3 separate regions of the Sus scrofa genome follow, and all the other regions are linked to region 2. Evidence: chromatin contacts called from public Hi-C data. All regions are on one chromosome and are shown on one strand. The core of a region is the stretch at or near the end of the contact, and the rest is flanking DNA. Distances in the headings are between cores, read along the strand shown. Region 1 holds the start of SNX6 (sorting nexin 6). Region 2 holds the start of LOC106507712. Region 3 overlaps LOC110261575 (a long non-coding RNA gene).

Region 1 (3,978 bases), core at 1,295-3,794, 190 kb after region 2:
GAACTCCGATTTTTTTTTTTTTTTTTTTTTTTTGGTCTTTTTAGGGCCACACCCACGGCATATGGAGATTCCCAGCCTAGGGGTTGAATCAGAGCTATAGCTGCTGGCCTACACCACAGCCACAGCAACATGGATCCGAGCCCCATCACCACAGCTCACGGCAATGCCAGATCCTTAACCCACTGAACGAGGCCAGGGATCGAACTTGCATCTTCATGGATGCTGGTCTTGTTCATTAACCTCTGAGCCACCAGGGGAACTCTGATTACTCATATCTTAAATCTTGTCTTTTTTTTTTTTTTCGGAACTAGTGATTTTAAAGTTTTGGCATTTGAGGATTTCAGTGTTTCTGTACAATGTTGCTGGACTTGGCTTAAATATTAAATTTTAAAACCCTTGGTTAATAATCAGAAGCTTCTAAGTCATCCTATGTGGCACTTCTTGACCTATGTCCACACTTGACCCTGCTGCTGATTGTGAACAAATCCCAGTCATTGATTGTAGCTCCACTCTTCTCTCTCCCGGAACCTTATAGGCATTACCTTCAAGCCAAAAAATAAGTGATTAGGAAATCATGACACCTTTTATCAACAACAAGTTACTGAAACATTCCATCACACTGCACTGACATCACATGATACCTCATGACTCCTAGTGAAAAATGTAACTCTAGTAGTTACTACAGTGCATTGGGAAACAAGAAACGAAAGACAAAAATAAAGTCTACCCTCCCACCTCACCCCTATGTTGGAGAATAACACTGATTGGGGCAATAACTTAACCTCTTTTAAGTTCTCCTTACATACAAAATGAAAACGACAAGCTCTCATGAAAATGTCTGGAAGTTTACCATTATTGTTTTGAGAGCTTCAATTCAATAAGATAGGACAGAGGTCCTGGCAAAATAGGGAGGGAATCAAATGTGGAAGGCCTAGAATTGTAGGCTGAAGAGTTGGACCTTCACATAATGGAAACTTGTGAAGATTATTGAACAGGGTAGTAGCATAATCATCCATATCTGTGTCTTAGGAGGAAAACTGGCAGCAGTTTACAGAATGGTAAGAGGGAGTTGGAAATAAAATTACAAGAGTATTGTAAAGGGCCAGACAAGGGGGGAGAGAGATAAATTAGGAGTTAGGGATTAACATATACACACTACTGTATATAAAAGAACAAAGACCTACTGTATGACACAGGGAAATATACTCAATATCTTGTAATAACCTATAATGGAAAATAATCTGAAAAAGAATGTGTGTGTACATAACTGAATCACTTTGCTGTACACCTGAAACTAATGCAATATCGTACATTAAAGATACTTTAGTTTTTAAAAACTTTTTTTTAAAAAGGGCCAAACCGGTGTTCCCGTCGTGGCACAGTGGTTAACGAATCCGACTAGGAACCATGAGGTTGCGGGTTCGGTCCCTGCACTTGCTCAGTGGGTTAAGGATCTGGAAATGCCATGAGCTGTGGTGTAGGTTGCAGACTCAGCTAGGATCCCGCGTTACTGTGGCTCTGGCGTAGGGCGGCATCTACAGCTCTGATTAGACCCCTAGCCTGGGAACCTCCATATGCCCTGGGAGCGGCCCTGGAAAAGGCCAAAAGACCAAAAAAAAGGGGGGGGGCGGGGACAGACAGATGCTGAGGTTAATTGTTGTGGAAAAGGATTAGGAGGAGGAACAGACCAATTTAAGAGATAACAGCAGATCATCAGTCATAGTCATAATAGGATTTGGTTACTAATGGTGTGATCAGTGAAGGAGAGGAAGGAAGAACTTGAATGGGACTTTTGAGGTTTCTGGCCTGAAGATGCTAATGCCATTAACTGAATGGAGGTACAGGATTGCTTGCGTGTGCGTGTGTGTGCCCACGCGCGCAAGCTCGAAAGTGTACCAGAAGTACGCAGGGGATAAGAACTGATTTTGTCTTGTCTTAAGGGCTGTGGACACCTGTGTGGTGCTGTAAAGCACGACAGTAAGAGGAGTCTGGGCACATTTCTTGGCATAAAGGAAAGCATACTCTTGTAATGAGAACGGCTCATTTTTATAGTGCTCAGCCATTAGCGCCCCAAACCCTGAGATAGTTATTACCACGCCAACAGTAAAAGCTTGAATACAACCCCTAACTGATGACTGTGTGAAGGGCCTTGGTTCCCACAACTTCTACAGGCAAAATATTAATTGTGATTAATTATCCTGTGGCACCATACAAAGACTAGATGATGTATTGTGGCTTCCAGAAGGCGCTTGTTGGCTTTCTTGCTGCAGCCCTCAGGGAAAGGGAACTGGACAGCTCCCTGGGTGGCCTTTGGCCCTTCCAGGGTCATAGCCGCCGCGATGGGCTGTCCTCACCCACGAGAGTCTGGGTCTTCGGGCCCTCTCCATCTTAGGGGCTCGGACCTTGGGCGGAGGGCGGGGTCTTCCTTCTTCCGCACTCTCGGACCCTGGCATCTCTGGGTCGGGGCGGGCGGGGCGGGGCGGGGCTGATCCGAGGCCCCGCCCCTCCCCCCACTCGCTGCCGCCGGCTCCCTCCGGCCCGCGGTGCCGTGCGCGCCTGCGCTGGCTGTCGCTTCGGAGCAGCCATGATGGTGGGTGTTCGGCGGCGCCGAGCTCCGGGCGCGCGGTGGGGGTGGCGGGCTCGGGGAGGGCTCGGGGGCCGCGCTGGCCTGGCACTAATGTCTCCCTTTGTATCTCCCCTACTCCATACTCTTCCCTGGCACGCCGGGCCCTGCTGCCCCCGCAGGAAGGCCTGGACGACGGCCCCGACTTCCTCTCCGACGAGGACCGCGGAGTAAGTTCTGCCTCCTCGCTCGCGGGAACCTCCCTCCCGCGCCTTGGCTCTGGGGTGTGGTACTGCGGAGGGTAGGGGGCCAGGCCGCTAGGCACCCCCTCCCCGCTGGGCTCCTTTCGGTTTCCTTGCCTTCCCGCGCCCCGCCCTCCTGCAGCCTTTCCTCCCTCTGGGCAGTTCGGTTCTGATTTCCCCGGGACCCGCGGCCTGTCTAGTGCCCAGCTTCGGCTTGGACCTGCGGGTGGACCTCCTCCCCCGCCGCGGTCGGTGTGCAGGTGGGGAAGTGGAGACAGAAGCTGGAGCTGCACCCTTCCACCTCTCCTGCCAGGTTGGGGGCTATAAGAACCCATTGTCAGACCTTCCTGCCGGTACCCCTTCATTTCCCCTCGTAGACCTCTCGAACTCGCCCCCGCCCACCCTTCTCTCTCTCTCTCTCTCTCTCTCTAAAACGTTGTAGTATAGGCTCGTTCCCTTGTGCAAGGGATTTTACAGTCGCTGAATCTTAACTTTTCTCCAGTATGCTACTAGATTTTGCAAAGTGCTGGTAGCCCACAGTACCTTTACTTTTCTTAATGGTCAAAAAATACATCTTTTGCAGAGCTCCCTTAGTGGTGGTTTGAGGCAAATTGCATTTCACTTCAGAAAGGACTTTCTGGGCTCTGATTCCTCCTCCCCCACTCTCTTCCCCCAATTTATCTTGACCGAAGGGTGGTAATCTGTATAGTGCCTTGCACAAGTGAGCACTTGAAAAATACTGATATATGATGATTGCCGCTCAGCAGGGTTCCGTGGTTCCGTCACATTTAAACAGCCTGCACTTTAGTTTTCTGTTTTGCCTTTTGCTTGTTGATCTTAATGTTTCAGACACTTCCATTAGTTGATTTTTGGCAGGTGAGAAAATACTCTTATAGAATGTTACTATTTCTTGTTGGTATGAAAGCATCGCATAGGATTTCTGATTACTTCTAAAAATTTTAGGTTGTAATTAATTTTATTTATTTTTAATTTTTTATCTTTTTGTCTTTTAGGGCCGCAGCTGCAGTATATGGAGGTTCCCAGGCTAGGAGTCAGATACAAGCCACAGCCACCAACCTACACCACAGCCATAGTAACTCGGGATCCGAGCCGCGTCTGCAACCTATACCACAGCTCATGGCAACTGGCAACACTGGATCCTTAACCCACTGA
Region 2 (4,031 bases), core at 901-3,400:
GGGGGGATATGGTGGAACATGAGCTTTCTGTTGCCCTTCACATTATGCCCTGTGGATGACTTAATTTAAGACCGACCGTGGGTTCCCCTTCTATAGTTTCTTTCAATCTTTATTACTTCTCTTTTTGCATTACACTACTTATGATCATCAGGACTCAAATAATTCTTGTATCTGTTATTTGTCTTTACATCATCTCTTCCATATAAGATTGTACATTTTTTGAGGCCAGGATAGGATACATTTGTGTTGTATCCCTTGCATGAGGAAGTACAGTGACTTGGCACATAAATGGAGGAAAAATGTTTAACTTAATTGTTAAGGACTTAATTTCATTGTTTTCTTTTTTCTTTGTGATACCTTAACTTTTATAGTTTACAATATATCCATTTTTTTTCCACACAAAGCCCTATTACATGACAGCATCCTTTACTTTCTGAATATAGCAAGTGAGTTTTCACTCTCAATGGCCTAGAAGTAATAATTAATAAAGCAAAGAGGTGATCATGACACCAAAATATGAAATAAATATTAGGTAAGCTTTTAGTAGTAAACGTGTAGGATAACTTTAAGAGAAGTGTTATTTTAAGTTAGCTTAATATGCTATCAATTCGATCAAACATTATAAACACATAAAAACTAAACTTTTTAATGTTAGTTATTTACTGAACATGTTCTGAAATAATAACTATGAATCAAATTAAAATCTTAGTGTAACTGAGAGAACTGGGTTATGATGGTATTGAAATTTGAGTATGGTAGTAGGGAAATTGAGATGATAGTGTTTTTTCAAGTAGAATAAAATTTCAATTTTAGGTTAGTACAAAAAGAGAATCCAATTCTTTAAAAAATTGTATTTAATAGAAACAAAATCAACATTACTATTTTTGATCATGATTTTAATGAGATTTTAGCGGCTTAACAAACAGACCTAAGGAATATAAATACTATATATTCAGATAAAATTTCACCCATTTTTAGCTTGAGAGTTAAGTTGGGATTTTGAACTGTGAGAGCGATGCTTCAATATTGGTTGAAAATTATCCATCCTCCTTGTCCCTGTTATGAGTCTATCTTTGTTGGCTCTAAGTTTTTCACCTGGAAAATTACTTTCTAGGTAAGGAATTCTATAGTGTCACTCAGTGTACTAGTGGGTGGCCAGTTTAAAACTTCAAATCTTTGAGTGGGTAATTTTTTGAAGTTTATCCAGAGGAATATACTTACTAACCCCTGAAAGTATGTCCAAGCCTCTTTGACTATACACTAAGATGCATTAATTTTATTAATGATTTTTGAATCACAAAATTTTTCTAGCCACGTAAAAGTATCTTAAAAGAAGTTTAAAAATGACAACTCTTGAGATTTGAATAGATCCCTTACATTTTCTGCTCCAGTACACATATGTACTTAATTTGAAGAAACAAAGATGATCCCACATTGTTTCTACGACTGAGATCATTTCATAATATTAGTAATTAGTTACATCCTTTGTTGAATGGCTGCTCTTCAAATTGTCTTTTAGGCCCATTCTTACATGTTAATATGCAAGTAAGCAAATGTCAAAGGTTGTCGCCAAAAAGACCATTTAATATAAAGCTGGCAAACATTTAAAGTTATTTGTAGTTTTGGAAAATTCTTTTAAATTCGAAAGTCACATTATATCATTAAAATTAGTTTCACATATGGAAATCATTGATATGGGAAAGTCGTTTTAGGGAAAATTTCACTAGTAAATCCACAATCTTTAAAATTCCGAATTATTGAATTAAATACTGATCCCTTGCAGAATGTTTTCAGCGCCGTATTCTTCTAAATACTACTTTTTAATTTAAATACGAGGGGGCCCTATAGGCATGATGACATTTTCCGACATACTTTTTTAGGTCTTTGAATTGTCCTTAGTAGTAAAGAGCATTGCTGTCAAGAAAGGTATTTTCAAGGTGAAGGTTTTACATAAGCAAATTATTTTTTAGACATGAGAACTCTAATTTTGAATTAGAAAATATCAAAATATTTTCCACTTCTTATTTCTCCTCCCTCTTCCCTTCCTTAAAATAAAAGTTAAATCTCAATAGGACTCCTTTTCCCATCGCGGAACCAAGCGCTGGTGCCAGACTTGAAGAGGAAGGCTTTACTTTGTTAGTCGCGTGTTTATGAAACCCCAGCGCTCTTCGCAGATCTTTGGGTTGATAATCGCAAACATGGAGGATGCTTCTGATTCTTCACAAGGGGTTGCTCTATTAATTAATAATGTAGCTCTCCCAGGCTCTCCGCCGTCTCTTCCTGTATCAGTGACAGGCTGTAAAAGTCATCGAGTAGCCAATAAAAAGGTAGAAGCGAGAAGTGAAAAGCTCCTCCCAACAGCTCTTCCTCCTTCGGAGCCGAAAGTAGATCAGAAACTTCCCAGGAGCTCGGAGAGGCGGGGAAGTGGCGGTGGGACGCGATTCCCCGCGCGGAGCCAGGCCGTGGCAGCGGGAGAAGCGGCGGCCAGCAGCGCCGCGGGGCCGGCGGGAAGCGACCCCCCGGGGGGGACAGAGCCTCCCCTCGCCGCCTTTGTAGTTGAGAAGGTGGAGAAGTGGCAGCCGGCGTACTTGCAGGTGAGGGGCTCCGTGTGGTCGCTCGGGAGCCGGCCGACGCCGGCAGCGAAGTGGAGGAGAGCGGGGGAACAAAGCGGAGTGACTCCGGGGTCCGCCCGCAGCGAGCTCCCTCGCGGCGTCGGGCCGGCCGGCTGCGCGCCGAGCACGTTGTGAGCCCCGCGGCGGCGGCGGCCGCGGGCTGGGAGAGGGCGCGGGGGAGGGGGCCGCCGTCGCTCCCGCACTGCCCGCCCGCGGCCGGGCGTCCGGCCCCATTGTGAGCCGGCAGCCGGGCGTGCGGAGGTGGGGCGGCTCCGCTCTTTCGATACCCCGGCCGCGACAGGAGCGACCTCGGCTCCGGTGGCAGTCGCGGCGCGTCAGTCACACAAAAGGCAGTCGAGCTTCCCCGGCGCGCGGACCGGCCCACGCCGCCGCCGAGCGCTCCCCACCTTACCGGCTTTCCTTTCCCTCCAATTTTGATAGGGAAGCGGGGCCGGCGCGGGCGGCCGAGGGTCCGGGTGAGCCCGCGGGCGGACACGAGATGCCGCTGCTACACCGAAAGCCGTTTGTGAGACAGAAGCCGCCCGCGGACCTACGGCCCGACGAGGAAGTTTTCTACTGTAAAGTCACCAACGAGATCTTCCGCCACTACGAGTAAGGGCCGGGCGCGGGGGGTGCGAGGGAGTGTGTGGACTCTCTCCCCCACGTCCTTTTGTCTCTTTCCTTATTCTCGCTCTGGGCTTCTGGTGGGGCGACGGGAAAGTGACGGGTGGTCGCGGGCCCGCGTTTCTTTGGCCCCCGAGCCCAACCAGTGACTGCGCGGGGCCCCCGGCTGGCCCCACTGGCCGCGGCGCGCGTGGGTAGAGCCGGCCCGGGCAGAGTAGCCTCGGGTCCCAGGCCGGCCGCGGGGACAGCTTCCAGTCGCGGCAGCCGCCCGGCAGCCGAGCGGCGGAAACTCCCCGCCTCGCCCCTCCCCGCCGCGGCCACACGCGCGCTCCGGGGCCAGTTCCGGGATCCCCGCCTGGCGGCCGAGGGGATCCCCGCTCGGGTCAGCGGCGCGGAGCCGCCGTCCCCCGGCCCCGGGAGGGAATCCCCGCCCCTGGGGGCAGGAAACGGCCGGGCTGGGCGTTGTTTCCTTGGTCTGGAGTAGAGCCTGACGTTGGAGCTGCCTAGGGTAGGGGCGGGGGCGGAGCGGAGTTGGGACTCGGGGAAGGAGGGGGCTCCCCAGCGGGCCGGGGGCCAGGGGGCCCGGGAGAGCCTCCGCCGGCTGCCTCCGGTGTCCGATGAGGCTAGGCCTCGGAGTGTGCTAAGCGAGCCGTGCGCTCTGTCACCGCCTCTTCTTGGTGACTAACTCCCGGCCCCGGGGAACTCAGCGTCTCCGCCCCGGGAGACCGGGTGAGGAAGAAGTCGGGGCTGGGCGGGGGAAGAGGAGGTGCGGGAGAGCAGGGCCCCGGGCGCCCC
Region 3 (3,510 bases), core at 906-3,405, 150 kb after region 2:
TCCCATCGTGGCGCAGTGGTTAACGAATCCGACTAGGAACCATGAGGTCGCGGGTTCGGTCCCTGCCCTTGCTCAGTGGGTTAACGATCTGGCGTTGCCGTGAGCTGTGGTGTAGGTTGCAGACGCGGCTCGGATCCCGCGTTGCTGTGGCTCTGGCGTAGGCCGGTGGCTACAGCTCCGATTCAACCCCTAGCCTGGGAACCTCCATATGCCACGGAAGCGGCCCAAGAGATAGCAACAACAACAACAAAAAGACAAAAGACAAAAAAAAAAAAAAAAAAGGTGTCTTGTACTGAATATAATCCCATTATTTTTCAGTTCTTTGCTGTAACCATATTTCAATAGAATAATGAATGTTAACAGCAGCCACACAGTGACAAGTCTGGGAAGGGAAAGAATGGGGGGGAATTCAGCCTGGAGCATGTTCAAGTCAAAGTAATGACAGAACATCCAGGTGACAACAGGCTGTAGTTGAAGACGGGAACCTCAATCTCTCCCTAGGTGAGGTGAAGAAAGTCACTACAGAGGAGTGAGAGGGGAAGACACAGCGTTGGTAACTTGCTCAGGGGAGACACTGTTCTCTGAGGAGGGCCAGTCTGAACCCTAGAAGACTTCCAGGCCAGAGGAGAAGCAGGAGGGCAGGCTGGAGACCTAGAGCAAGCAGCGGAGGGAGTACCCAAGTGATGAGGAAGAAGCAGCGAATCCCACCTGAGCTGTGTATAGTTTTTAGTTCTAGGTACAAATTAATTCTCAAGACCAGGCCAGGAGAGGGGTCCTGGGACCCAGAGCTATGCCGGCTGGAGTCAGATCAGTTAGCCTTCTGGAGGGGAGGGGTAGAGGGCAGGCTAGAGGTGCAGAACCCCAGACCTCAGGTCTCCTGAGGCAAGACTCTTTAGGAAAGGAAACTGGAGAAAGGATCCCAAATAATCATCAGGAAGAGAAGTTGCTGAGGTGACCGTGAAGGGACAAGCAGGAGGACAAAAGCCAATTCAGCGGAGATGGCCAGGGAACAAGTGGAAAGAATCTGTGTCCTTGACAACATTGAGCCACTGAATTAACCAACTCCAAAACCGCCCCACCTCTGGACTTCTTGTTACATAAAATAATAAATTCTCATACTATTAAAAATAAGAGGCCATCCTTCTGAAACGAATCTGACTAGTATCCATGAGGACGTAGGTTCAATCCCCAACCTTTCTCAGTGGGTTAAGGATCCGGAGTTGCCGTGAACTGTGGTGTAGGTTGTAGACGCAGCTTGGATCTGGTAAGACTGTGCCTGTGGCCAGTGGCTATAGCTCCGATTCAACCTGTAGCCTGGGAGCTTCCATAAGCCTCAGGTGAAGCCCTAAGAAGACCAAAAAAAAAAATGCCCACCTAACTTGATGAATTAAACTCTGTGAAAAGCATATTTGCCATGAAGGAGTTCCCATTGTGGCTCAGCGGTAATGAACCCGACTAGTAATGAGCCTGACTCAGGTTTGATCCCTGGCCTTGCTCAGTGGGTTAAGGATCTGGCATTGCCATGAGCTGTGATGTAGGTTACAGGTGTGGCTCAGATCTGGCGTTGCTGTGGCGTAGGCTGGCAGCTACGGCACGGATTCAACCTCTAGCCTGGAAACCTCCATATGCCACAAGTACAGCCCTAAAAAAAGACAAAAAAAAAAAAAAAGAAAATGAAGTTAAAATATCAAATAGGTAAACATAGTCACAATGACTGCAGCAAATCCACTCAGCTTATTAACGTATGATTACCTTGAAAAATTTGCAAAAAACAAGCCTATAAGTCAGTAGCTCAATGACTTTAAAGAATTACTAAGACAGAAAACCAGAAAGGCAGGGAGAAGGCAAATCTGCTTTCTTAAGAGAAAACATACGAACACACATGTATGTACACACGTCCACAATCCGCATATAACACAATATATATGTATATATGTACAAAGCTTGCCCCACACAGGAGACACTGCTGAGTACATCACCCCAGGTGGTGAGAGAAGGGAAAATAGGATAATGACTGCTGAAGGTGAAAAGAGGTTTGAGGTGCTCTTGCTACCTAACAAGGGAATTTTTGCCAGAATACCTAGAATAAATAGAGCTTTCACAATGCACCAGTTCTAATGAGGTTTCAAAGCTGTATGAGTAATAGGGAAGGGGGAAGTGTCGTGACACTGTTCCTATTGTGAGTTTCTCTGCTGCAAACTCTTCTCAGCAGATACTGAATCATCAGGGAGATTATTAAACCCTTTTGGTGTCTAAAATTTACCTACATAGTACTTCAGTTTCCTGGTACAAACCTTACTTTAAAATGGTTTACAGGACCGTAAATGAATTTAACGGGCTGTAGTTTGTAAATTTAACCCTAAAAATTTTAAGCTTATTTCCCTCAATTTATTATGAAGATAATTCTGTGCCAGAAGTAAGGAGAGGATAGGGAGAAACATGTTTTCACCCTTTTCACCTTCAGATTAGCGGCATAACCGTTTGAATGAAACCTCCACAGTTCATTTAGAAACTGTAGTATTGACCACTTCTTTCCTGTTCCTCAGATCCTCTCGTCTGAAGGGGTGGTGCTGGTGGGGATTCGAACAGCTGCACATTTCCAACATAGTATTCCCTAAATGGTGTCAAATGACTGGGAATGAAGTTTTGGTGACTGGATGATTTATTCACTTAGTCATCGTTGTTCCGTCAGGGGAAACAATAAGAGGCTTTTGTTTGTGTTTCTGTGTGTGGGGTGTGAGGGATGAAGAGAGGAGAATAGCCATATAATGAAACTTTGGTCCTCTTTTTCCCTCTCTCAAAAGAGGTCTTTATCTTCAAGTTACTATAAATATAATCATGAAAATAGAATATATACTTCATGGTGGCCCTTTCTACATTGTTTTTTCATATTTTCCTGGAAAGTTTCTTTTTTTTTTTCTAAAGTACTGCGTGAAAATGTTCAAATCATAAAATATTCAAACATTGCAGAAATGACTGTAAAAAACAAGAGTCTCCCTTCACTGCCCTTGCCCAGCCCCCCCCCCCCCCATTATTTAGTTCCAGCAAAAAGCTTGCTCGCTCTCTCGCTTGATCGCTTTCTTAATTACCCTGGTTTGGGGCAGTTTCATAACAACAGATGGTATATTCAATCAACAGGCAAATTCCAAAGTGTAGACAACGAGGAATCACGGAAACCAAACCTCACTGTGAAGTACAGTCCCAGAAAGTGCCAGGGGAAAAGGTGGCAGAGTGACTGAACACAGACCAGGGCAGCTCCTCTGTGTACAGGGCGCATGGGGCCAGAAACATCTGGGTTTGCTTCTCCCCTGGCCACTAGCTTGCTGGATGTCCTTGAGCAATTTTGTTTCCCAGCAGTAAAGTAGACATGACAGTAGGAGCCTGAAATGGGATCATGAGAGGGAAACATCTAGCAAGCGCCTGATATACACTAGGTCTTTGGCAAACACTGGTTTTCCTCCCACTTGCAGAGGAACTTTGATGCATCTAAAGCACGCACTGGTTTATTTC

Evidence for each region. Hi-C and Micro-C count contacts between places; a contact is called where the count stands out from the background.
Region 1: a Hi-C map of liver shows a contact between it and region 2, with 4 times the contacts expected there. The contact joins the promoter of SNX6 here to the promoter of LOC106507712 in region 2. A contact is called at or near these places in 1 of 47 Hi-C or Micro-C datasets (liver) and 2 of 2 datasets of contacts at active chromatin or transcription factors (alveolar macrophages and skeletal muscle).
Region 3: a Hi-C map of fetal skeletal muscle shows a contact between it and region 2, with 1.8 times the contacts expected there. The contact joins the enhancer-like site here to the promoter of LOC106507712 in region 2. A contact is called at or near these places in 4 of 47 Hi-C or Micro-C datasets (embryonic fibroblasts, fetal skeletal muscle and skeletal muscle) and 1 of 2 datasets of contacts at active chromatin or transcription factors (alveolar macrophages).

The regions. Positions count from the first base shown.
Region 1 is chr7:65,153,932-65,157,909 of Sscrofa11.1, forward strand. SNX6 (sorting nexin 6) reads left to right here and starts at 2,545. Exons shown (of 14, transcript NM_001244216.1): 1 at 2,545-2,590; 2 at 2,746-2,793. The coding sequence starts at 2,585.
Region 2 is chr7:64,967,277-64,971,307 of Sscrofa11.1, forward strand. LOC106507712 reads left to right here and starts at 2,151. Exons shown (of 3, transcript XM_021100054.1): 1 at 2,151-2,644; 2 at 2,700-2,997; 3 at 3,054-3,092. The coding sequence starts at 2,151. The coding sequence ends at 3,092. It overlaps BAZ1A (bromodomain adjacent to zinc finger domain 1A), which reads left to right and starts at 2,350. Exons shown (of 27, transcript NM_001244159.1): 1 at 2,350-2,594; 2 at 3,054-3,224. The coding sequence starts at 3,112.
Region 3 is chr7:65,115,631-65,119,140 of Sscrofa11.1, forward strand. All of the region lies in intron 2 of LOC110261575 (a long non-coding RNA gene), which reads left to right. Among named protein-coding and RNA genes, the nearest start is that of CFL2, 26 kb to the left of the region's middle. Within about 2 kb of position 2,156, at least 12 of the 83 cell types and tissues checked have an H3K27ac peak or open chromatin away from gene starts, as enhancers often do. A contact at or near this core is called in alveolar macrophages, fetal skeletal muscle and skeletal muscle, where this site is marked.